7 separate regions of the Mus musculus genome follow, and regions 2, 3, 4, 5, 6 and 7 are each linked to region 1. Evidence: chromatin contacts called from public Hi-C, HiChIP or PLAC-seq and promoter capture Hi-C data. All regions are on one chromosome and are shown on one strand. The core of a region is the stretch at or near the end of the contact, and the rest is flanking DNA. Distances in the headings are between cores, read along the strand shown.

What was found. Promoter capture Hi-C pulls out the DNA fragments that hold promoters and counts their contacts. A called contact is a pair of places that touch in the nucleus more often than the background predicts. HiChIP or PLAC-seq counts read pairs in DNA pulled down with a chosen protein or histone mark.
Region 2: a contact with region 1 is called in a promoter capture Hi-C map of neural stem cells. The contact joins the promoter of Rasl12 here to the promoter of Pclaf in region 1. A contact is called at or near these places in 7 of 39 promoter capture datasets (the C10 cell line, the HPC-7 cell line, cranial neural crest and 4 more), 1 of 115 datasets of contacts at active chromatin or transcription factors (large pre-B cells) and 1 of 9 other capture datasets (macrophages).
Region 3: a promoter capture Hi-C map of liver shows a contact between it and region 1, with 2.9 times the contacts expected there. The contact joins the promoter of Herc1 here to the promoter of Pclaf in region 1. A contact is called at or near these places in 6 of 39 promoter capture datasets (cranial neural crest, erythroid cells, frontonasal cranial neural crest and 3 more) and 1 of 9 other capture datasets (pancreatic islet).
Region 4: a contact with region 1 is called in a Hi-C map of B cells, with 14 read pairs. The contact joins the promoter of Mtfmt here to the promoter of Pclaf in region 1. A contact is called at or near these places in 7 of 39 promoter capture datasets (the C10 cell line, cranial neural crest, frontonasal cranial neural crest and 4 more), 1 of 484 Hi-C or Micro-C datasets (B cells), 1 of 115 datasets of contacts at active chromatin or transcription factors (memory CD8 T cells) and 3 of 9 other capture datasets (adipose tissue, liver and macrophages).
Region 5: a promoter capture Hi-C map of hippocampal neurons shows a contact between it and region 1, with 3 times the contacts expected there. The contact joins the promoter of Spg21 here to the promoter of Pclaf in region 1. A contact is called at or near these places in 9 of 39 promoter capture datasets (the C10 cell line, cranial neural crest, erythroid cells and 5 more), 1 of 484 Hi-C or Micro-C datasets (CD4 T cells), 6 of 115 datasets of contacts at active chromatin or transcription factors (astrocytes, bone marrow-derived macrophages, effector CD8 T cells and 3 more) and 3 of 9 other capture datasets (adipose tissue, liver and macrophages).
Region 6: an H3K27ac HiChIP or PLAC-seq map of microglia shows a contact between it and region 1, with 4 times the contacts expected there. The contact joins the enhancer-like site here to the promoter of Pclaf in region 1. A contact is called at or near these places in 2 of 39 promoter capture datasets (hippocampal neurons and macrophages), 3 of 115 datasets of contacts at active chromatin or transcription factors (effector CD8 T cells, memory CD8 T cells and microglia) and 2 of 9 other capture datasets (liver and macrophages).
Region 7: a contact with region 1 is called in an H3K27ac HiChIP or PLAC-seq map of microglia, with 6 times the contacts expected there. The contact joins the enhancer-like site here to the promoter of Pclaf in region 1. A contact is called at or near these places in 2 of 39 promoter capture datasets (3T3-L1-derived adipocytes and erythroid cells), 4 of 115 datasets of contacts at active chromatin or transcription factors (effector CD8 T cells, embryonic stem cells, memory CD8 T cells and 1 more) and 2 of 9 other capture datasets (liver and pancreatic islet).

The regions. Positions count from the first base shown.
Region 1 is chr9:65,888,790-65,892,042 of GRCm38.p6, reverse strand. It overlaps Pclaf (PCNA clamp associated factor), which reads right to left and starts at 1,720. Exons shown (of 4, transcript NM_026515.2): 1 at 1,569-1,720; 2 at 1,234-1,311. The coding sequence starts at 1,614. All of the region lies in intron 1 of Trip4 (thyroid hormone receptor interactor 4), which reads left to right.
Region 2 is chr9:65,396,930-65,400,182 of GRCm38.p6, reverse strand. Rasl12 (RAS-like, family 12) reads right to left here and starts at 1,695. Exons shown (of 5, transcript NM_001033158.2): 1 at 1,516-1,695. The coding sequence starts at 1,618.
Region 3 is chr9:66,348,998-66,352,250 of GRCm38.p6, reverse strand. It overlaps Herc1 (HECT and RLD domain containing E3 ubiquitin protein ligase family member 1), which reads right to left and starts at 1,801. Exons shown (of 78, transcript NM_145617.3): 1 at 1,630-1,801. It overlaps Gm30447, which reads left to right. Exons shown (of 2, transcript XM_006511600.4): 1 at 1-1,630; 2 at 1,733-1,926. The coding sequence starts at 1,180. The coding sequence ends at 1,908.
Region 4 is chr9:65,434,244-65,437,496 of GRCm38.p6, reverse strand. Mtfmt (mitochondrial methionyl-tRNA formyltransferase) reads right to left here and starts at 1,715. Exons shown (of 9, transcript NM_027134.3): 1 at 1,490-1,715; 2 at 300-509. The coding sequence starts at 1,683.
Region 5 is chr9:65,459,332-65,462,584 of GRCm38.p6, reverse strand. Spg21 (SPG21, maspardin) reads right to left here and starts at 1,648. Exons shown (of 9, transcript NM_138584.2): 1 at 1,431-1,648.
Region 6 is chr9:65,540,350-65,543,602 of GRCm38.p6, reverse strand. No RefSeq gene overlaps it. Among named protein-coding and RNA genes, the nearest start is that of Gm51712, 21 kb to the left of the region's middle. Within about 2 kb of position 1,747, at least 245 of the 459 cell types and tissues checked have an H3K27ac peak or open chromatin away from gene starts, as enhancers often do. A contact at or near this core is called in effector CD8 T cells, liver, macrophages and 2 more, where this site is marked.
Region 7 is chr9:65,568,017-65,571,269 of GRCm38.p6, reverse strand. The region is part of intron 2 of Plekho2 (pleckstrin homology domain containing, family O member 2); the gene reads left to right. Gm51712 (a long non-coding RNA gene) reads right to left here. Exons shown (of 3, transcript XR_003948345.1): 3 at 870-1,451. Among named protein-coding and RNA genes, the nearest start is that of Gm51712, 6.2 kb to the right of the region's middle. Within about 2 kb of position 1,674, at least 99 of the 459 cell types and tissues checked have an H3K27ac peak or open chromatin away from gene starts, as enhancers often do. A contact at or near this core is called in 3T3-L1-derived adipocytes and microglia, where this site is marked.

The DNA.
Region 1 (3,253 bases), core at 471-2,970:
CAAAGTTCAAAACCTGCGTGTATTACCAAGCAAGCACAAAGCCAACGCAGGCAGGTTACTGAAACTCCAATCCCAAGCCCTCTCCCCATTACAGATAGAGCTAAGAACACAGTTCAGCAATGGACTCTGCCTGAAATGCCCAAGGCCATAGATTCAATCCCCAATACCTGGGGAAGGGGAAATGTTAAGCTTTCTATAAGAGTAAATCCTACTTTTCAAAGCTGCTGGCTCCTTTGCATAAGAAAAATACCATTCCTGGTTATATTTTAATATAGGAATGTAAAATCAAAATTCAGAGAAAATTGCCCCTTTAAAAAATATAACAGGAGAATGGTGAATCTCACCTACAATCCTGGAAACCCAAGTTTGACCTGCTAATCCCCTAAATTGAAGATCTTAAAGACAGAGAGATCAGAAGTTGAAGGCCAGCTTTAGCTACGTAACAAGTTTGGGGCTACCCTGAATTACATGAGAACGTGTGTGTGTGTGTGTGTGTGTGTTATTCCAGCAGTGGGGAGATGGAGGGCAGAAGGATCTGGAGTTCAAAGGTGTTCTTTGTACATAAAAATGTTGAGGCCAGCCTGGGCTACATGAGACCTTGGAAGAAGGAAAAGGGAGGGAAGGAGGGAGAACAAAAGGGAGGAGAGAGTTAAAAAGGAAGGTCGGATAGGGGAAGAACTGGGGAGTAGAGGAGGAGGGAAAAGCAGAGACAAAAGCAAACCAATCTGGGGCAGTGTGGTTAGCTCAGCGGTAGGGTACTTGTTCAACATGGGCAAGGAAGGCCCAGGGTTCAGTTCCCAAAGATTGCATGCATGGTCAAACAGACACTCACATACATCCCCCAACCGGAAACGCGGTAGTACAGTCAATCATCACCATAAATCTAATGAGGAGACACTTAAGTAGCCTCCAAGAAAATAGTAACTGTTAACAATTTTTAAAACACCATTCAGAAAAGAAAAAAAAAAGTTTAAAAATATACTGCCCCTCACCACCAAGACATGAATTTTCCATTGGACCCTCACCCCCATCCAAGCCTGCTGAAAGACTAAGGCTCCCTTAGAGGGCGAGAAAGAAATTTAGGTGTGAGAATGTCAACGGAAACAAATTCCAGAGGAAGGAAACTAAGTAAAAATAAATCCACCGCGGGTCAGGACCACACAGGTTAGTACTGCCTTGCCCGGCCTGATGCTCTCGGGGTGTTACTTCAGAAGCTTCCACGACCCTTCCTACCTTTTCTCGACGAACTTGAAGAATTGGTGACAAAGGTGGAGGAGCCAAGCACCTTCCTAGGGGCTTGAGAAGCCACCGCTGCAGAGAGAGATAAATAGGGGCGTTCAGAAAAGGCAGGAGGGTTCGGATCCCCGAGCTTTGTTCTACAACAGTCCCAGGCCAGTAAAGAGGAGGGAGATGAACAGCAGCAAACGACCTTGCCTGTTCTCTGCAGCTTATTAGCAGTGAGGGCCGGGAGCCTGCCTTCTAGCTGCTCAATGGGAGGCAGCCATGGGCGTCTCCACCCCTGGACAGGCTGCCTAGGGAACCCCCTGCCACCTCGCTGCATCATTTACCTTTTCTGTAGGCTCCTGGAACGTAGTTTGCTTTGGTCCGCACCATGTTCACACAAGAAGAGACAACTTTCACCGTCACCCCAACTGCAGATGTCTCAATTAGAGAAGAACCCGAAAATGATGTTCCCGCCACCGTTTAAATGGGTCTCTTTCCCGCGCGCTCCAAGCGCTTGAGAACCTCGATTCTTATTGGTTCCGCGCCTTCACTCTGGACCAATTGACAGCGTCCAGCAGTGACAGCCTCGAGACTTAAGGTTTTGCTGGCCAGTCAGTCCATCAGCCCCAGTGGTCGTGATTTGTACCTCCCTGGTAGGCGGTGCTAGGACTCTGGGTGGGGGAAGAGGGGGGCACGAAGTATGGAGGTGAGGTAGATAGGTTGTGAACTAGCCAAAATAAAACCAAGTAGAGATAGGGATTGTAAAATTTCTTCAAAAGTTACCAGAGTTAAATCCATGATAATTAAACACTGAAAGTGAAAATTAAGTGGACTTTTCTATGTAAATCATAACTAAAGTTTAGTATCCTAAGGATGAACCCTACTGTGTTCTAAAACAACTTTCTGAGGCGGGAGAAAGGAAAACTCAATTTAGTTTATTTAGTTTACAGTGTTTTAAAAACCGTTTTCAGATCGCATGAGACAAAAAATTAGGACAAATTGTCCATACACATATAAAAATAAGTAAATAAAATTTAAAAAACATGGCCAAAGAATTTTTTAAATGCCAAATGTAAAAGGGTCACAGCACCAACCCACGTGAGGATAACCCTGCAAAAAAGAGATCATATTGTCTGACCCATATTTCAAATTACAATATTCCTAAGAATTTGTGTTTGTTCTGAATGCCATGCACGAAACAAAACCGTATGTGCTTGCTGCAGAATGCTGTCTGTTAATGCTTGTTTAAAAGATGACCCTTCAGCATGTTACAGAACTACTTTTCTGCAGTGAATTATGCTTGAACAGCAATGAAATCTATTCAGGGCCTTAACCAAATCAACAATTAATAGTATATTCAATTTAAAGATTTTAAAGCCAGGCCTACTGCACCTTGTAATCTCAGCCCTGAGGAGGCAGAGAGACTGGGAAATTGTGAGTTCCTTGCCAGTCTGGGCTAGATCACAATATTTTAGAAAAAAGAAAAAAATATAGAAAGGAAGAAAAGAAAAGGGGCACAGTAGTTGAGAGTATTGCTGCTTTTTCAGAGGAACCCAGTTCAATTCCTAGCACTAGCATGGCAGTTCATTCATGGCAGTAACCAAGCTCCAAGTGACTTGGCACCCTCACACAGACATGCAGGCAGGCAAAATGCCAATACACATAAAATTAAAATAAATCGTTTATTTAAAAAAAGAAAGGAAGGAAGGAAAGGAAAGAGCTAGACCGAAAAAACAGGAGCTGGAGAGGTAACTCAGCAGTTAAGAGAACTGGCTACTCTTCCAGGGACCCTGGAGTACACAGGTTCAATTCCTAGCACCTCCATATCAGCTCACAACTGTTTGTAACTCCAGCTCCAGGGGATCTGACACATTGACACAGACACACTCAGGCAAGATGGGAATCAATGCACATAAAATAAATCATCAAGAAAAAAGGAGCCAGGCTGTGGTGCAGGCCTTCAATCCCAACCCTCAGGAGGCAAAGGCAGGTGAATCAAGGCTGTCCTGGAACTCTACAGAATCAGCTC
Region 2 (3,253 bases), core at 446-2,945, 490 kb after region 1:
CACCCCAGGGCATGGTTTTCCAGGCAAGGTCCAGAACAGACTGTGTCCCAAGTAAACACTCTAGTCTGGGCCCTCTACACCTTGGGCTCTCAGTGGGACTTCCACACCCCTCTTGGTTAGCTCTTGAAAGTGTAAGACTTGAAAAACGTAGTTCTTTTTCCCTTGTAGCGTGCACTAACAGGATTGCTTCTGTTAAGAGCTCAGCACATAAAACCAAGGGTCAGCCAAATATATTATGCTGGACTCTCGATAGGATTAAAAATAAACGCAAGATTCTTTTGAAGGATTCCTAACACTGCCCGTTGGCAAACTACTAGCCAGGGAACACATATTCTAAACTTTCTGGCACTGAAGATGTTACCTGGTTGGTTGAGTGTTTGCTTACCACGTACGAAGCCCTGGGTTCCATCCCCAAGTTTACCAGTGCCAGGAATGGTGGTACACATTTACAAACCCAGCACTTGGAAGAGGAAGGTAGAGGATTCAGGAATACAGGGCCATCCTTGCCTTCATAACAAGTTCTGGGACAGCCTGGGCTACATGAGACTGCCTCAAAAATAAAAGAGAATTCCTTCATCCGTGTAGTCACTAGCTGACCATTGGTTGAGTCACTGGGAACAGGCTGGTTTTCAAAGGAAAACCGTGTTTTGGGTTCCACTTCTGAGCCAGGAGTGCTGACTTCAAACTTCCTCAGAGAATCTCAGAGAAAGGAAGAGAAGGAAAGTCATAGCTCACAGGCCTGGTGGCCATTCGCTGTAGGCTGGAACTGGGTAGCCAGAGGAGCCCCTTCTGGTCCCCCATCTTCAGCTGGTTGGGTCTTTAAGTGTCAGAGAGCAGGGCAAACACTCCTTTTGGGGTCTCTGTGATGACTTTTAGAAGTGATGAAGGTCTAGGATGACAGAAATTATCTTAGTAGTAGCCCAAGATCCCAGGTTTCCCAAGGACAAGGTCTTGGCACCTGGGACTACAGACTTTCTTGAAAGTCAAGAGGGGTCTGGCTTGAAACAAATACATTTGATAAGAATAGTCTGTTTCAGAGTCCCAAGGGTTGGCAGTGGAGGAGTGGCCCAAGCCTGAGAAATTCTAATCTCAAATGACTTCTACTAAGTTTCTTGGAGGGGGTGGGGTGGACAGCACAGATCAAGGAGTAGCAAAGATGCCACTGAATTCAAAGGGGACCCAGGACTGGAGACCAGCGCCAACAGGTCTCGTTAGTGTCAGCTGATGAGATTTGGCTGCTGGTCCTAGGGATGCAGATAAGTAGAGGAACTAAGAGAAACACAAAGAGAGAATTTGGGGGGGGACAGGAGTCACAGGCACCGAGAACAGAGGCAGAGGCAGGCAAGCAGCTAAAGATAACCAAAGCGATGGAGAAGCAAGGCGAGAGTGATAGCCTGCAACAGAGAAACTGAGGCAAAAAGCAGTCTTAGGGACTCACCCAACCACCGGGAGAAGCAAGCCCCTGAGAGCTGGTGGATGAAGCTGCCCTCATCCTCCGCTCTCCAAGCTACTCACCAGACTTGCCCGCTCCGCGGCGCCCAAGGATAGCCAGGTTAACTTCCAGGGGCACGCTGTGCGGCCCGCTGCCAGCTCGGGGCTTGCCGAACACCGACGACATGGCGAAGCTGCAGATGGCCACGCCGGTCTCCCGGCCCGATGGGCTGCTAGTTGCACGCCCCCAGTCACTCAGACTATGGTGTCCGCCCGCTGGAGGAGGGGCGTGGACGGGGCGTGGCCTCCATGCTCCAACTGCCTTTTAAAAGCCGCTGAGCCCCCAGCCAGAGCACCCTGCAACCAGGGTTGCACTCCTTGCCTCCTGGTGGGTCTCTGTGTCACTTTTGCTTTAGACCACAGCCAGCTCACCCTCAGCACTTTACTTCTGTGTTTTGCATGGGCGACTCCAAGTAGCATCGCTGCAGAACTCAGGCTCCTGGGACAAAGGATTTGTGCCCCTTGCTAAGACTTCATGACCTAGCCAGGTGTTTTATGCTTCTAGTCCCAGCATTTGGGAAGCTGAAGGAGGGTTGCAGCAGTGGTGCATTGGAGGCCAACCTGGGCTATTCCAGGGTAGCTTAAGTTACATGTGAGGCTGTCTCAAACCAAACATAAAACACCTCACCCACGCTCCTGTAAGTAAACCTATTTGAACTCATTGGCTCGCCAAAAATTAATCAAAAGTATGACAATTGGAAGGAAGGTAACTGGGAAGAGGAAGGGGATACGTGAGTGGTAGGGACATGAGAGGGACTATGGGGGCTGTGGCTATGACCAAAATGCATTAGATGCATGTGTGAAAATGTCACATCAAGACTCATTATTATGTATAATTGATAAATGCCACTAAAACGTAAAGCTTTCTACAGGTTTGGCTTCCAGAAATCTAATCCATCCTGGAATACTTTTTCTCCCTGACAGGAGTAAAATGTGAATGTGTCTTCTTTGTTCTGGAGTGGACAGCAGTTCTGAGCTTGGTGATGAGGTTGATGAAGTAGGGGTCATTCCCTGGGGTCTCAGATCAGGCTATGCTGGAGATAGGGCACAAGAGCTTAGTTGCTGAGATAACTTTGGGAAAATCACCCACTTCTTTGGGTTTCTTTTCTTTCTCTCTTTCTTTCTTTCTTTCTTTCTTTTTTCTTTTTTTGCAACGCAATAGCAGCAATGGACCAGCCCTTCTTTGGGTTTTGATGTCCCTGTCTATAAATACCAATGGGCAGATAAATGCAAATTTTGGGGTGTGATTTTGGCAGGCCTGAGTAAATTCTAGAACCCTGAAGGCCTGTATTCTGGAAAACACTGATGCTGGAGAGGGAAGGGCATACTAGCTCCATCCCATTCCTGGCCCATAATGGTGAGCTGTCACCCATTCACCCACTGTGAGGGGAATCCACCTGCTTCCATAGCTGTTAAGCTAATAGAAAGTCTTTGTTAGTTAGGCAGCAATTACACTGGGTGTTTGGGATCCCAGTGTAGCCTTGGGCCTTTCTCAGGGTGAGCTTTTCAGCACAGAACTATTTCCCAGGTTGACACATATCAGTTAGCAAGAACAGTTAGCCAGAATCAGAATTACAGAAGCCAGAAAAGCAGTTAGAGACTTTCCCAGAACTATGGGCTTTAATGAATCAGGTCTTTGTTCTTGTTTGGGCAGGTGGTGCTGTATATGAGCCACATTTTGTGGCCTGAATGGTACTTCCATCATGGAGTCGGTTCTGTTAAGGTCTGGGCCTGACTAAGTTCTGGGGGGTCCTGTTATACC
Region 3 (3,253 bases), core at 552-3,051, 460 kb before region 1:
AGCAAAATTCATACAAGTTGCTGATTCCAAGAGGCCTTAAAAGGCCATCCATTTCAATGACAACTGATAATCTATCCTCCTTTTGAAAGATGCCAGGCTTCCAACCTGCCATACAATCCGGTCATGTGATTTGGGAAAAATATAATTGACTGTTCTTTGTCCTACATTATGCTGTTTTTTTTTCTCAAACTACATGACAAAATATTTTAACCTATTTCTAAAATATACAGATTTACAAGTGCAGAGGACAAGCATGCATTGACACGTGCATTTATGCATAATACGAGCACTCGGGACATTCACTTTTGCTTGTATAAACACACAGGTATGTAAACATATAATCAAAGGCACATCACCATCAATTTTTTAAAAACTTTGAAGCTTACTTTCTCCTCATCGCAATTAATTTTTCTTTTCTTTATATAAACACCGGCCCGATTTAGAGGACTCATCACACAAAAAAAGAAAAACTATAAAAATAACTCAGATATTATATCCAAAAAGAACAATGTTAAGGTTTGACTTTTAAAGCTATTTGAGCAACAATCATTTTGAAAGAAGACACAATGAAATATGGTGACGGCTGGGAACAGCCAATGATAATGAACAAGTAACCCGGCTTAATCAAGTGGGCCAAAGGAATGGTTCAAATAAAACAAATCATTTTGGGAACATACATAAAATAAGGAAGTACCATTCAAGGACAAGCTAGGTACTCTTAAAAAACAAAAGAGTCTGTTAGAAATATATCAAAATATTAACAGTGAAATGCTATCTCTGGAGATGGGTTATTAATTCGTTGGAATTTATCACTCTTGATTACCTATACACCTTCAAGGTATTACACACATTTTTAAAACTAACGCAAATGGAGATTTTTGTCCCTGTGCTTCACAGCTACCATACACATGCATGCATAGTACATACATACATACATACATACATACATCGCGTCTTTACATAACCTCCTGGGAGAGGTAGGTACCAAGCTTCTGTCCTCGTGTCTCCTGGGAACCTGCCACCCATCACTGTTCCCAGGGTTAGCTCCTGTCATCACCACCATCCACCTCTCACCCTGGAGACTACACAACTGTCGCCTCGTCTCCGCTCCAGGTAGCAAGGGCTTTAGAAATTGTTATTTTATCCGAAGAGAGATTCAGAGAAAGGTTTACCGAAAGGATGAGCAGCCCCCACCCAAAAGCGCAGACGAGGAGAAAGACGCACGGTCTCAACCTCCACCCCTCCGAAGTCGGCCGGCGACAGGGAGCACCGGAGTCGCGACTCTCCTCAAGAGGAAGAGATGGGAGAGCCGCTCCCCAGTCCCAGTCCCAGCTAAGAGAGACGCGCTCGATAGCGGATAAAGGGGAGAAGGTCACAGACGCGACCCCTGAGGCGCTGAGGGGCGCAGACTGCAAGCTTATTCAGGGGCGGGTCCCTCCCTCCGGCAGGTGGCTCGGCTTCCAACAGGCTTCCAGGGGGCCAGGGGTTCCTCGGGCCTCCGCCCGCCGTCCACCCGGAGCCAGCAGTCCCGCTCGGCGGGCGGCCCCGGAACGGCCCCGAGCGGCTCGGCCGGGCCAGCCGATCACACACTCGGGAGGTCACGATGGCGAAAGAGAACGTGTTACCTACCGTACGTGGGTCGGGAGCTGGCGGCGATGGGGTGCGGCTCCAGCACCCGGCACCCGGCTGGCCAGCGGCCGCGCTAGCCGCGTCCTTTATATTTTTGCTGCAGCGGCGGCGACTTGTCAAAGGGAAAGACGTAAGAGGCGGCGGCGGCAGCGGCGGCAGCGACGGCGGCAGCGGCAGCGGCAGGCGAGTCTCGCGGGACTTATGAGGGAACTCTCGCGAGATCAGAAGCGCTGGTCCTGCCTCCTCCGGGCCTCGCGCGGGAGGTGGGAGGCAACCTGAGAGGAAAAGGGAGAGAAGATGCCGGCTTAGGCAGTGATGGGAAAGCGATGAGTACATCGCCGGCCGGGAGACCCTTCCTGTGAGGGTACTGGGGACACTCTACCGCCCCATGTCTCTTAACCGCTGGGTCCTCGCGGAGTCACGTGTGCCCGTAGGGAACTATCAATTGGGGGCATTTCACAAAGGGCGCTGAAGGATCAGGCGAGCGTGGATGTGTTCAGGATGAGTACGGGACAGTCTGCAAGAGGATCGGGGTCCGAATGCTGCCGAGGCCTCGGGGCTGCCGAGGACCGAGAGAAAAAGCTGCGGCCGGCCACACCCCTTTATCTCGGCTGCTTGCCGGGCGCTCTACTCCCTTTATCTCCCATCACAGTCTGCCCTTAACCTTGTGGCTGGTTAAGTTTACGCCCAAGCAAGTGTTTAAGTTGACCAACTTCTGCCCTGTCTGAGGAACACGGGAGGATTGACCTTTAGTACAGGTCTTGACCCTGACCTATACAGTGATGCACTCTGAGGAAGAACACTAACTTGGTCATCTAGCCCAACGTCTAGCATAGATGTAGGCGCTCAAATGTTGAATTGATATTGTTGAATGCCTCTGTACTTAAGGACTCCCAATCTCACCACTGTAGCCACCTTCAGCAAAAGGTTTTTCTGGAGAGAGAGCGGTTAAGAGGGCTATCTCTTACAGAGTGACTTGGCTTCACTTCACTTCAGGATGTCCAAAACCACTTGTAACTTCAACACTCACTTCTGAACGCTACAAGAACCTGCACTCGCGTTAACATACCCACACATACACATGAATTTGTTTTTGTTTTCAAGACAGGGTTTCTCTGCATCGCCCTGGCTGTCCTGGAACTCTCTGAAGACCAGGCTTTTTCCTGATTCTGCTCCAGAGTGCTGGGACTAAAGGCTTTTGGGGAAGGGGGGACGTTATAAATAAAATCTTTTTAAAAAATTCTTGTGCTAAAGACATAAACATACATGGTATAAGCAGCTGGGTGGGGTGGCAATCTCTGTGAGCTTGAGGCCAGTTTGGTCCACATACTGAGTTCCTCCCCTTTGGTTCAATTGGAAATGTGTATCATACAAATTTAGCCTAAGACAAAAGCTACTCTCAGCTTTGTGTGTGACTTGGAATGGCTTGCTTGGCTTCCCTGGACCTCAGTTCCTAATCTGTTCATTTAGAATATTAGTTATTATGACAGGGTTCCTCCTTAGAGGAGTATAGATAATGAGATAATCACTAAATAGAACTTCTAATGGTGCATATAAACTTCTATGTATAAGATGTGTGTTCTAGTCTAGGTATGAGAGGCAGATTAGCATGGAGTGATGACAT
Region 4 (3,253 bases), core at 466-2,965, 450 kb after region 1:
TAAAAGAAGACAGGGAAGAAAACATAGTTTAATCTGGGCCTGATGGTATACACTTTTAATCTACACACCTAGGAGACAGATATAGGCAGATTTCTCTGTGAGTTTGAGGCTAGCCTGCTCTATATAGTGAATTGCAACAGGACAGCCAAGGCTACATATAATGAGACCCTGTCTGAATGGAGAAAGAAAAGAAAGAAAGAAAACAAACAAACAGTTTAAATTATGGCATTTTAGTTGCTAGACCCATTCATAAAAAAGACATGATCGCCACACTGTATTTCCTTATAAGTAAAACTTACTAGGGAAATTTAAGAATAAGAGCCTCACTCAAAAGCCGGCCAAAGGAAGCCACTACCCCAACATCATATTCTCCAGATCCCACGTCGGGCCACTCGTACACCGGGAGCTGAGACTGAATAGCATATTGCTTCACAGGTAGTCCTTTGGGGGATAGCGAAGGCACTGTGACAACCTCCAGTTTCTCAATTAACTTTTCCTCTTTGCCGTCTCTGAATCAGAAAGATTGGGGGAAAAAAAATTTGACAGTGTCAGGGCAACAGCCCAAAGCTAAACTATTTCATGCACAGCAAAGCTATTTTTATGATTAAACCCATAGTACATTTAGAGCTAAAATAATTAAGATTTTTTGCAACCAACACACAGGGTTTAAATTTAATAATTTAAAAATTAAATTGTCTTTTATTATTATTATTGTGTGCATGGTGTGGGCATGTGCTATTATTACTGTGTGCGTGTGTGCAGGCGTATGCTACAGCATGTGTGTGGAAATGAGAGGAAAACTTTCAGAAGTCAGCTCTCTTCTTACAGCATCCACAGGGTGTAGCTCACAAGGGCCTGTCACTCCAGCTCCAGGGAATGGGACACTCACTTTAGGCCTCCACAGGCACCAACACGTACATGCTCATAGACACACACACATACAAATAAAATCTCAAAGTAAAAATCTTATTTAAAAAGAAAAGTGTTTGTAGGAAGGCAGGGATGGAGGCGAGATAAGTGCCTGGAAACCAGGGACCGATAAATAACCAAATATCCTTCCAGGGAAGTGGGGCGGTAGACACAGCAGCCTTTCAGGAAAGGGTGAATTACAAATAACTTTCTTCCTAGTAGACAAGGTTAGTTAAATCGCATAAATATTATATGTATATGAAACTGTTCTAACTTAGAAATGTATTCATTTGAAAACACAGGCGTGTAAAAGGGCAAGGAAACGGAGGCCACCAACACCAGGAAGGGACGAACTTTGGAGTCACAGCCCTTTTCAGCTAACCGGCTCCGCCCACGACCCTGGGTACTGGCCGGGCCTCTCCAGGTACCGGTTCCCAGGCTCGGGGAGATGGAGGGTCTGCTGGCAGATGCTGCAGGAGCCACAGGAGCTCTGCCGGCCGGGACCCAACAGGGCGCCTTCCCGGGACCTCGCTGCCCTGGGGTCGCCACCGCGGCTCGGCGTGGGACCCTGCCCCGGTACCTGGCGGCGTGCAGCGCCCGCAGCGTTTCCCGGGCAAAGTGGTCGGTGCCGAGGAACAGCACCCGCCAAGGCGGCTTCTCGCGGACTCGGGAACCTCGGCCGTCCTTCCCGTCGAACCCGGCAGGTGCTTGACAGGAACAGCGTGGCCTCCTTCCCATCAGCCACCGACCCCAGCAGCACCGCGGAAGGAGCATCACCTCGGCCCGCAGCGGCCCACCATGCGCATGCGTGCCCATGGTGGGGGGCGGAGCAAAGAGCTCAAAGGCCCAAGCACGCGCAGACGACAAGGCGGGGCCTGCCGCTTTGGAGGCGTGGCTCAACTGAAGAACCACTAAGGAAGAAATTTGAGGGGACTTTGATGTGTATTATTCAGCCAAGCTCTTCAAAGAACACTGCAGATATATACACACAAGCAAGACACTCATATGAATAAAACAAACCTTTAAAAGAAACTATTTTTTAAAACTTTACAAATTTTTTTTTAATTTATTTTTGTTTTACGTGCTTTGGTGCTTTGCCTGCATGCATGTCTGTGTAAGAGTGTGGAATCCCCTACAACTCGAGACAGTTCTGAGCTGCCACATGGGCCTGGGAATTGAACCTGGGTCCTATGGAAGGGAAGCCAGTGCTCTTAACTGCTGAGCCATCTCTGCAACGAGGGGTCCTGTCCCTCCAGCTCCAAAGCCATGATCCTAACCATTCGACCTGAACAGCAATCTTAACTACTAAGCAACTCAGGATTTCCACACCCAATGAAACTAAGGTTTGCTCACCTGTCTGAAGTCACTTCAGGAATCCAAGACTCTTAGATTCTCAGGCCTCCCATGTGGGATGCCATAGGGAGACTGTAGGGAAACGGAGGGGTGAGGGCTATCTGCTGAAGACCTCTGAAGACCATGGTGTGCAGATAGATATGTGTTTCCAAGGTACACTGGGGTCCTTAACATGGGTCATGCTTGTGACGCTGGCTCTGGCTATAGAGCAGCATCAGGTTCCTCTCTCATCTAATTCCTGTCACATGGCCTGAAAGCCAGAGGCCCTGGAGCAGTCTTTCATTTAGTTTTGAGGATCCCTGCTTCTGTGCCCTTGAGCGTTCCATCCACCTCACATTTCCTCTCTTCCTCACTAAATGGTATCCATTTTTCAGTGCTAAGACAACACCCTCCCTGAGGCCTTGAACTCCTACCTCACAGATTCAATAATTTTTTTCTCCATGTGTCCCCTCAAAACTGAGAGCGGCTTTGTTTGCCATAGTTGTGGAAAGTTGGCCAATGTGTGCCCAGAGAGCGGCAAATTCCTTGGGCTAAGTAGAAAAGAGAGGCAAAGATTATGATGCTGCTAGCCGGTGCATCTGACCATATGAGGGAAATGAGATGTGATGCCAAGCCGTATCCTCCTCTGATCAAGTCAGTCCCAGAATCCTAACTTAGGGGAAGTGGAACATGATTCTGACACTCAAGGTGCTGTCTTTTGAATACCGACTGAAGGTGTGACCTACTGGAGCTGGAGAGACGGCTCAGTGGTTAAGATGCTCGCTGTTCTTGCAGAGGACCTGAGTTTGTTTTCTAGCACACACATTGCCAGATCTAGGAGACTCACTGCCCTCTTCTGGCCCCTGCAGGCACTGCAGTCATGCGACAAACACACCACTAAAAAGCAAAATCTTCAAGTATGGGTCTGGAGAGATGGGTCAGCAAGTAAGAGCACAGGGTGCTCTAACAAAGGACTCCTGTTTAATTCCTGTACCCACATGGTGGCTCACAA
Region 5 (3,253 bases), core at 399-2,898, 430 kb after region 1:
CCACTTAAGCCGGATGCTTTTCCAAGTCACAAGAGAAACATTCTTAAAAAAAAAAAAAAAAAAAAAAAAAAAAAAAAATCTGTGGCCCAGAAAGTTAGCTGAGACTGTGACCAAACTGGTCAGGATGAAAAGAAACATGGGCAGTGTGTTCAGGACAGATTTGCTTTCTCGTGACTCTGTTCTTTACAAAAAACAGAAGCACCTGTTCAGGCTGGTGAGGAAAGAGGCAGAGATAAGCTTTATCAAGGAAACCCCTCCTCCCGCTGGCCAGGATGCTAAGGCTCCCCAGCTCTTCTTGGACCTTGCGTTGCTGGACAGTAAGTTGGCTAGTTGTGAGAGAGCATGTACTTGGCCTTCAGAGTTTCAACAGAACCTGCAGTTCATAGCTGAGGAAATCGCCTCTACAAATGTTTAACACACGGTCAGTCACATATTGCTGGTCCTTTATCTCAATGTATAGGTGTCTTATATAGGGACAATCTGTGGTTGTTAATACAACCAATTAAAAAGGTTATTAGAACTAGAGAGCCTCTAGGTGACATAACTATGGTTCTCGGTGTTGGGGAACGCTCACCATGGGCTTTTACCACTGAACTACACCTAAGGCCCTGCGGCGGGCTGTTCACTACACATCTTCATCCTTCACCACACCTATATGTATTAAATAGCCATCTTTTTGGAGATTTCTTCAGGTAAGATTTATCCTTTCTCCAGGAACCTATCCACTTCTCTCTAAATATCATGAGAGGAGACGCTGCCCGCACATCTTTCTCTCTGACCACTCGTTTCAAGGTTCTGGTGTAAAATCTTTTTGAAAACTCATACACAGCTATTAGACGGCTTCCCAATGTGCAGAATCCTTGCAAAAAGAGAAGCTAGACCACTGCAGATGGAGACAAAACAACATCAGCCCCTAACTTCTAACTCCCTGGGAAAAGAAGAAAAAAGGGGGGGGGGGTTTCTCTCGCCCTGCTACACTCTTCATGACTCTTTCACAGGCCTCACACCTAGTCTGAGGTAGGATCTTTAAAACAACTCTACTCGCAGCCCTTAAAAGTTGACTGAAACCAAAATGCTCCTGAATTTCTGCCCCAGGATGGGTGGCTCAAGAAAATGAGGATGTCTGACTAAGGATTTTGGGCACCAATCGCCATAGGGGCCGCCCTGGGTTCCACCAGTTCAGAAACAACAACAATCCGCAATGAACCGAGGCTGAACCTTAGACAGACCCACAGGCACAATCGGACACACACAGGCGCCCGCGAGAGCGCACCACACGCACACACAGAGATATGGATCACGTGCATGGTCACAAGGACCTGCCCACTCGTGAACTCTGCTCGTAAGTCACGCATGCTCGATACACGCCCACCTACAACCCTACACGCACCACACACCCACACTCTTGCTTTCCAGGGCCTGCCCCTCACCTGCCGTGGCCGCTCCCGCGTCCCTTTCTTTCCAGCCTAGACGGATCTTCGCCCCGATTTGGGCGCAGAGGATGGAGTCGGCGGGGCGCGGACTGGACCGGCGGCCGCAGATCAGGAGCCCCGCGGGAGCAGCGGGCAGAGGGGGCGCGCGGCCGAGCAGCCAGAGGCCACCGCCTCCCAGCTTTGGTACTGCGAGCTCCCCGGGCGCGCCTCCCGCTTCCGGGTTCCGAGGAGGCGGGACCAGATGGCGAGGAAGGGGCGGGGCTCTGGTGGTTACTATGGCGACGGGGCTGGCAAGGGAGGCCCTGTTCTGAGATTTGCGGTGTCCTAGAGGCTGTGGAGGCTGGTGGTGGATAAGGGTCAGTTCTTGGTCACTTCTGACAGGAGCATGGAGGAGGAAGTGAAAAATCTAGGCTGTAGGCCCCGGGGATGTGCTTCTGACTTCGGTTTTTAGGCGTCTTCATGCTTTGGTGGGGAGACACTTTTGGTCCATAGCTTTGGTGAATAGGCCTTGACATAGTCTTTTTAAAACATTAGTATATATCAGTTCATTACAATGGCTTAATTAGGACATTTTGATACCTATATAAAGAATTTGGATCATCACCCTCCCTTAGTCTCTGCCTCCCATGTCCCATTCCCCTTCAGCCTCCCAACTGCATATGCTTTCTCAGCAAAATTGTTTTTACCTTTTGTATAGACGCTGTCCTCTGACCTCCTTTCAAAGCCTTGTCTCCTTTTATGGCTTTGTGCTGATGTTGAGGGGGTATACTCAGCGCTGGTTTGCCCTCTTCTGTCAGGCACAGTCTAGTCACTGTTCTTACGAGAGATGTGGCAGATGCCACAACACCTTTCAGTTAGCTTACAGCTTTGCTCTGAAATAATGCATAATAATATTGAGTGACCTGTCAATCTTGTTTGAAAATTTGTAAGGTTCCTAAAGCAAGATCCTAATGTTTTAGGGACTTTTAAAAATATTTTTTATTATTATTACTTTTAATCGTGTGTGTGTTTGTGGGAGAGAGAATATATGGTGCACATGAGTGTAGTTTATAAGGAGGGCAGAGGAGGATCCTAGAGCTGGCATTACAAGTGTTTGTGAGTTGCCTAACACGGGTGTAAAAGTAATATGTATTCTTAACCTCTGAGCAATCTCTCAGCCCCCACGTGTGTGTGTGTGTGTGTGCGTGTCCCTGTGCCTGTGCATGTACGTGTGCGTGTGTGTGTGTGCGTGTGCCTGTACGTGTGTGTGTGCGTGTGTGTGTGTGTGTGTGTACGTGTGTGTGTTGATGCCTGCTGAGGCCAGCTTTGGACCCCCTGGAGCTGGAACTGCAGATGATTAAGATGGATCAAGCCTGACTGGGTACTAGGAACTCAGCTTTGGTCCTCTGGAAGAGCAGTAAGTTTGTTAACCACCAAACCATCTCTCCAGGCCTAGAGAGCACAGACGAAAACAATGACTCAAAAAAACAAAAACAAAACCACAAAACAACCAAACACTGATCTATGGCTCAGGAGTCTTAGGTTCCAGTCTAGAACTTAGACAAACACCAGACACATTTTCCCCAATGCATAGTGATGTCTCGGCTCTCAAAAAGGTGAGGCAGAAGGATCTCAAATAGTGGTACTGTATCTCAAAGCTAACTGAATTGTTCAAAATTATAGCAAAAAGTGGTAGATACAGAATCTGAAAAGACCTTTAACCAGCTCTCAAAATTCAGAGCTCATCACCAAATACATGATAGATAGGCTTTGATATATATATGTGTGTGTGTGTGTGTGTGTGTGTGTGCATATTTTATTACAATGTGAGCAATCTAACA
Region 6 (3,253 bases), core at 498-2,997, 350 kb after region 1:
TCCCCTGGAGCTGGAGTTACAGGCAGTTGTGACCCATGTGCCCCATGTAAGTTCTGGGAACTGAACTTGGCTCCTCTGAGTGAGCAGCACTTGATCCATCTCTCCAGCATGAGATCATTTTTTTTTTTAAATTGGGGCCAGACATGATAGTGCACACATTTAAATCCCAGCGCTTAGGAGGCAGCAACAAGCAGATCTCTATCAGTTTAAGGTCAACCTGGTCTGTCTAGAGAGTCCTGGGCCACCCGGGGCCACATAGAGAGACCCTATCTGAAAATACCAATTTTTAAATGACATTTTCTGTATTTGTGTGAGCAGGTGGGCAGGCACATGTGCCATGGGTACATGAGGAGGTTAGAGGACAGTTTTTGAGAATCAATCCTTACCTTCTCCCATGTGGGTCCCAGGGATGACTTTTGTCATCAGGCCTCGTGGTAGATACCTTTACCCATCCAGCTATTTCTATGGCTCTAAGATGAACTGTTTTAGCTTTAGATATGAGACAGGTGATTATTGTCTTTCCATACTTGACTTATTTCACTTAACATGATATCACTCAGTTCTCTTGCTGCTATTGTTGATGTCTTGAGGTGTGTCTTGTATATGTATACATATTCTGCTTGTCCATGTATGCATTTATGTAAGCCAGAGGTCCAGTTTGGGTCCTGTCTATCATTCTTCGAATTGCCTTTTGAGACAGGGTCTTAAACTGACCCCAAAGTTCACTGATTGGCTAGCTTAGATGGCCACCGATCCCTGGAGATCTTGTCTTCACCTCCCAACACAGGGATATGGGTCATGCTGCTGCAAATGCCCATAGATTACTGGGGATCAAACAGAGGTCCTCAGGTTTGCATACCAAGCCCTTTACCCACAGAGGCATCCACCCAGGCCTCACGACCTCCAGTTCTATCTGTGGAGCTACAGATTACAGAATTTCATTGATTTTTTTTTTAATGGTCAGGTTGTGTGTATGTGTTCGATTTCATTGTGGACATCTGGTTAATTCTGTACCTTGGAGCCTGTGAATAACACAGTCATCATGGAAGTACAGCTCTCTCCTCCTCAACGCACTCCTTCACTTCCCTTTCCTCTGGATATGCAGCTAGTAGTGAGATAGCTGGATCATATGATACATCTATTTTTAGTTCTTGAGGAACTTCCACACTGTTTTCCATAGTGACTACACTAATTTCCATTTCCACCAACAGAGTATGAGAGTTCCTCTTTCTGACATCTCATTGTTATTTGTTTAGTTTGGTGATAGCCATTCTATCTGGTGTGACCCGATTCCTCATTGTGGTTGAACTATTTTGGTTCTCTTCACATCAGCGAAAGGTAGAGTAGCAATTTCAACACGTCCATGGGATAAATGAGGTCACCGAGGGAGGCAGAGGACTCGCCTAGATAATCAGAGCCCCAACTTAAACGTGGGTCTTCCTGCTCTCTGGGCCGCAGAGGACATAGCAGGCAGACCTGGGTAGGAAAGCAGAAGGGACAAGTTCAGGAGGACAGAGCTTGGCCAAAGAGGAGCATGGATCCCCATGGTCTGGAGGGTCTGGCAGGAGGCAGAAGTAGTCAGCTAGGAGGAGCCAGATGGGTGAGAGCCTTTCCTCCGGGCTCCGGCTGTCCTCTCTGCTCTCAAAATGCCATCTCTATTGCCTGACAGACACCAGATAGGAGAGCAGAGAGGCTCATTAGTCCGTTAGCACTGGCTGAGTCAGGGCCTCACAAATGTGTTCCTCATGTGACTTGAGATGAGTCAAGAGGGGAAGTGGTGGGAGGGGATTCCCAGGATGCAGGCAGCGAGGGCCTGGGGGATGGAGGCCTAGAGATGGGCTGGAGGCTGGGCTTCTGTAGCGCGGCTGGTCCTCTCCTAGGTTCGTAGGCCACTGCAAAGAGTACGAGCAACTTAGAAGTGATAACTCCCCTGATGGGCAGCTTCAGTGGGTGAGCAACTCAAAGCGTCTGGTGATGAGGAAAGACCTGGCTTGGTGCCAAACAGTGTAACCACAGCAAAAGCCTAGGCTTGGGCACATGGGCCCCATTTCCTGAGACCTATTTGCTAAGCATTTATCTTTGTAGAAATTCAATCAGACACTGCATTTGATATACATATATATAAGATAATGTATGGGGCTGGCAAGATGGATCATCAGGTAAAGACACTTGGCACTAAGCCTGCAACCAGGGTTTGCGCCCAGGGACCCACGTGGTAAAAAGAGAAAATGAACACCTCAAGTTGTCTTCTGACCTCCACACATACCATAGCACACGCCCACATCCACTATAAAAATAAATACATAAATCCATAAAAGATAGTAAAAGCCAGCCATGGTGGCCCAAACCTGTCATCTCAGCACGTGGGAAGTAAAGGAAAAAGGATTAGGAATTCAAAGTAGTTCTCTGATTCATAATGAGTTTGAGGCCAGTTTGGGATATATAAGAACCTGCCTCAAACCTATAAGTGGTGGTGCACACCTATAATCTCAGCACTTGGGAGGCAGAGGCAGGCTGATCTCTGAGTTTGAGGCCAGCCTGGTCTACAGAGTGAGTTTCAGGATAGTCAGGACTACACAGAGAAACCCTGTCTCAAAACAACTACAACCACAGCAACAACAACAGCAACAACAACTCATTTGGATTATGTAGCTCAGTGGCAGAGAACTTACTTGCCATGTATAAGGTCCTGGGTTTGAACCCTTGAATTCCCTCAAAAAAGAAAGTCCCCACTAATAATTGTTTGATGGCTGTATTTACTTTATTTATTTTTATTTTTTGAGATAGGATCTCACTGTGTAGTCCCTGCTGCCTCCGGAGTGTTGAAATTAAAGGTGTGCGTTATCGAGCTCGGCTTGTTTGCTTTTTAAAATCATGTTTATTCTATGTATATGGATGTGTTGCCTCCGCATATGTCTGTGTACTGTGCACACCTGGTGTCCACGGATGTCAGAAGAGGGTGCTGGATCATTGAAGCTAGGTTATGGACAGGCGTGAGCCACCATGTGAGTCCTGGGAATATAACCAGGATCTTCTGGAAGAGTAGCCAGTTTCTTAGTCACTGAGCAATCTCTCTCTAGCAACCCATTCCCCCTTCCCCATTAAAAAAATTGTCTTAAATATTTTTTTATTACATGTATGTGTTTGCCTGTGGTTTGGGCATTCAAAACTCTTGGAGGCCAGAAGTAGGATTCCCTGGAACTGGGGTTAACAGGCATCTATGAGCCACCTGGTGTGGATGCTGGGAAGTGAA
Region 7 (3,253 bases), core at 425-2,924, 320 kb after region 1:
AAGAGGCCATCTGTGAGTGTTCCTATGTGACAAGGCACATGTGTGGAGGTTGGAAGACAGCCTTGGGTGTCAGTCCTCACCCTCTACCTTGTTTGAGGCAGGCTGTCTCTCTGTGCTTGAGGCTGACTGGACCACAAGCCTCCCGGGGGGCTTCCTGTCTCTGTTCCCCATCTCACAGTAGAAATGCTGGGGTTACAGACACATGACCCTGAACCCCGCTTTCTGTGTGAGGTCTGGGGCTCTGGACGCAGCGTGTCAGACTGCGCGGCAAGCGCTTTTCCTCACAGTGCCATCGTGCCATCGCCCCAGCTGCAGTTGACACTTCTGCTGTCCGAATGCCTCCCGCAATCCCCACACCTTCCTAATTAGACTCTTGTCCCCTCCCCACTCTCAACAGGCTTAGCATTTGGACAACTAAGAACAGTAAGACTGCCAGCTTTACACCTATAATCCCAACACTCAGAAGGCTAAGACAGGAGCATTGCTCTGAGTTTGAGGCCAACTCAACTATAGTGTAAGACCTTGTCTCAAAACAAACAAACAAACAAACAAATAAAAGCTACAATTGTTTGTTAAGGAAGCATCCGAAATGCTGTTATATGAGGACTTGGAGGGAAGGTGACTTTTCCTTTTGGTGCTGGGGTTCAGGCTACCAGGGTTCAGGGTTCAGGCTACCCATTGAGAATGTGAGAGTGTGGTAAGACTGCACACATGGATTCTATCTGCTGAGCCATCTATCCAGACCCTAATTATTTATTCTGTCTCTCTGTCTGTCTGTCTATCTGTCTATCTATCTATCTATCTATCTATCTATCTATCTATCTATCTATCTATCTTACTTATCTGTTTATTATCTATCTGTTTATTTATTTACTTTTGAAACAAGGTCTCCCTATTCATTCTTACCTGGCCTGGAACCCCCTATATAGAACAAGATAGAATCCATGAAGATGGAAGGCTTGCATCTTGCCTGGCAACCTCTTTCAGCACCACTCCCCCCCACCTCGTTAAGGCAGCTTGGCAAATTCCTGAGTGCCTTGGGCCAAGAAGGCCTATAAACCCCACCTAAGGGCTTCAAGGAGTTGCCTTTGAAGGGCACCTTGCCTGTCCTGGGTGAGTCCCCAGGAGTCAGGGTGACGGAGATGCCGTGGAAGAACAGCAAGGAATGGCAGTGTGCAGACAGCCACCCAGATGTTCTGTACTTACCAAATTAGGATGTGCCACAGCTGGGAAAGCGGCAGCCAAGGGATATTTTTATTAGAAAAAAAAAAGTGTGTGTGTGTGTGTGTGTGTGTGTGTGTGTGTGTGTGATATGGCTTCTCCAGTGCCAGCTGCTGTAGGGGTTGGATGACTGGCTCTCAGCTGTCAGCCCACCAGGCGCTGCCATCCATGTCCTAGACTGCCTCTCCACATCTGGCCGCAGCTGGGAAGCAGGGAGGGTTTCACATTCCCTAAACATGAAAAATCCAAATCACACTTAAAAAAAAAATCTTATTAAAAACTTAACTCTTCCAAGAACCTAGCACCCAGGGACGGGAACTTGGCCCCAAAGAAGGAACTGAGGCGTGCTTATTGGTTCAATTCCTCTTTCTGCTGTGAGGAGCAAGGCGAGTGCAGACTCTTGGCTCTTGGCTGTTTCTGTGTTGTCAGAGGCTGATGTTCCAAAGAATGCTGCCCCCGCCCAGTGCCTCCTGCTTTCTCCTTTCCTCTGAACTGCAGAAGGCCCTGAATGATTCAGCACTGGCATGTTGAGTTGTCCCAAGCCAGGCAGCCTTGGGGAGCTGGGTGGTAAAGATGGACGGTAAAGATGGACTGACTATGTTCCTAAGAGAGTCCACTGGGGGAGCCTAGAGATAGGTGGTGCTGTTGCTGTAGCCTCTTCTGGAAGCCCAGGAAGACTTTGTAAGCCTTAAACTATAAAGGCAGGGCACCATTCTAGCAGACTGGCCCTATGTACATTTTTATTTTTAAAGGCAGGGGTTGTGTAGTCACACTAGCTAAGGATGTCCTGGAATTTCTAATTCTCCTGCCTCCCCCACCCAAGTCCTGTGATTATAGGTGTGTGACCCTTCGCTGGCAAGTTCTTATGTCAACTTGACAGAGGCTAGAGTCATGTTGGAAGAAGGAACCTCATTTGAGAAAATGCCACCACCAGACTAGTCTATGGACAAGCCTGTGGTTCATTTTCTTGCTTGATTATTGGTGCCCCTGGGTCTTTCCTCAGTGGGTGGTGTCACGCTCAGGCTGGTGGCGCTGGGTGCAATGGAAAAGCTGAGTAAGCCATGGGGAGCAATCCAGGAAGCAACGTTCCACCACGGCCTCCATCATCTCCTATGTCCAGCTTCTTGTTTCTACCCTGACTTCCCTGAATGACGGACTTCAAGTTGTAAAATGAAACCAACCCTTTTCCCCCTAAGTTGCTTCAGGTCATGGTGTTTATCACATGATAAACTAAGATAGCTGCCAAGCTTGACGTCCTGGATCCAGTCCTCAGGACCCACATGGTAGAAGGAGAGAAGTGACTCTCTCAAGTTGTCAGCCCTTAAGACGGCCACCATGCCTGGTTTGTGTGGTGTGGAGGATTAAACCCAGAGCTTTGTATATTCTAAGCAAGCGTTCTGAGCACCAGAGTTGTAGCCAGTCCCGGCGTTCCTCTCTTGAGACCTTCTTCCTGTAGAGTGCCACTGGGGGAGCCTCAAGGAGACAGATGCACTGAGAATAGCATAGAACCATCCAGGCATGAGATAGGACTCTGTGCTCTCTTGTGTCAGGGCTTAGTGTTCCTGGCATCTAACATGGTATTTGTACCTGGCGGTGCATGTTCCCCCAGCAGTGGGTAAGACACAAGAACACTAAGGTTTGGGGGATCATGGCAGGTAGCAGGGAGCTTCTCAGAATAGAATTTTTCTGCTGTGTATATTTCATAGAAGAACCTGGACAGGGTTGAGCCTCAGGGGTAGAAAGAGACGTATACAAGCAAAAATGGGAAATGACACCTGATGGACTTGGATAGAGAGATCAGGCTGCCCTAGCCATCTAGATCAGCGGTTAGCTACCTTAGTCATACAGCCATCTGCCCTGAAAAGTACTGAGGTCTGGGTCAGCCTCATCTCAACGTTGATCAAGATGTTACCTGGGTGTGGGGGTTCTCATAAAAATCTTTTAATCGTACTTATTTACTTGTGGGGTAGAGGGACATGTGGCATACTGTAATTGTGGTGACTGGAGGAGAGATTGAGGAGGTCATTTCTCT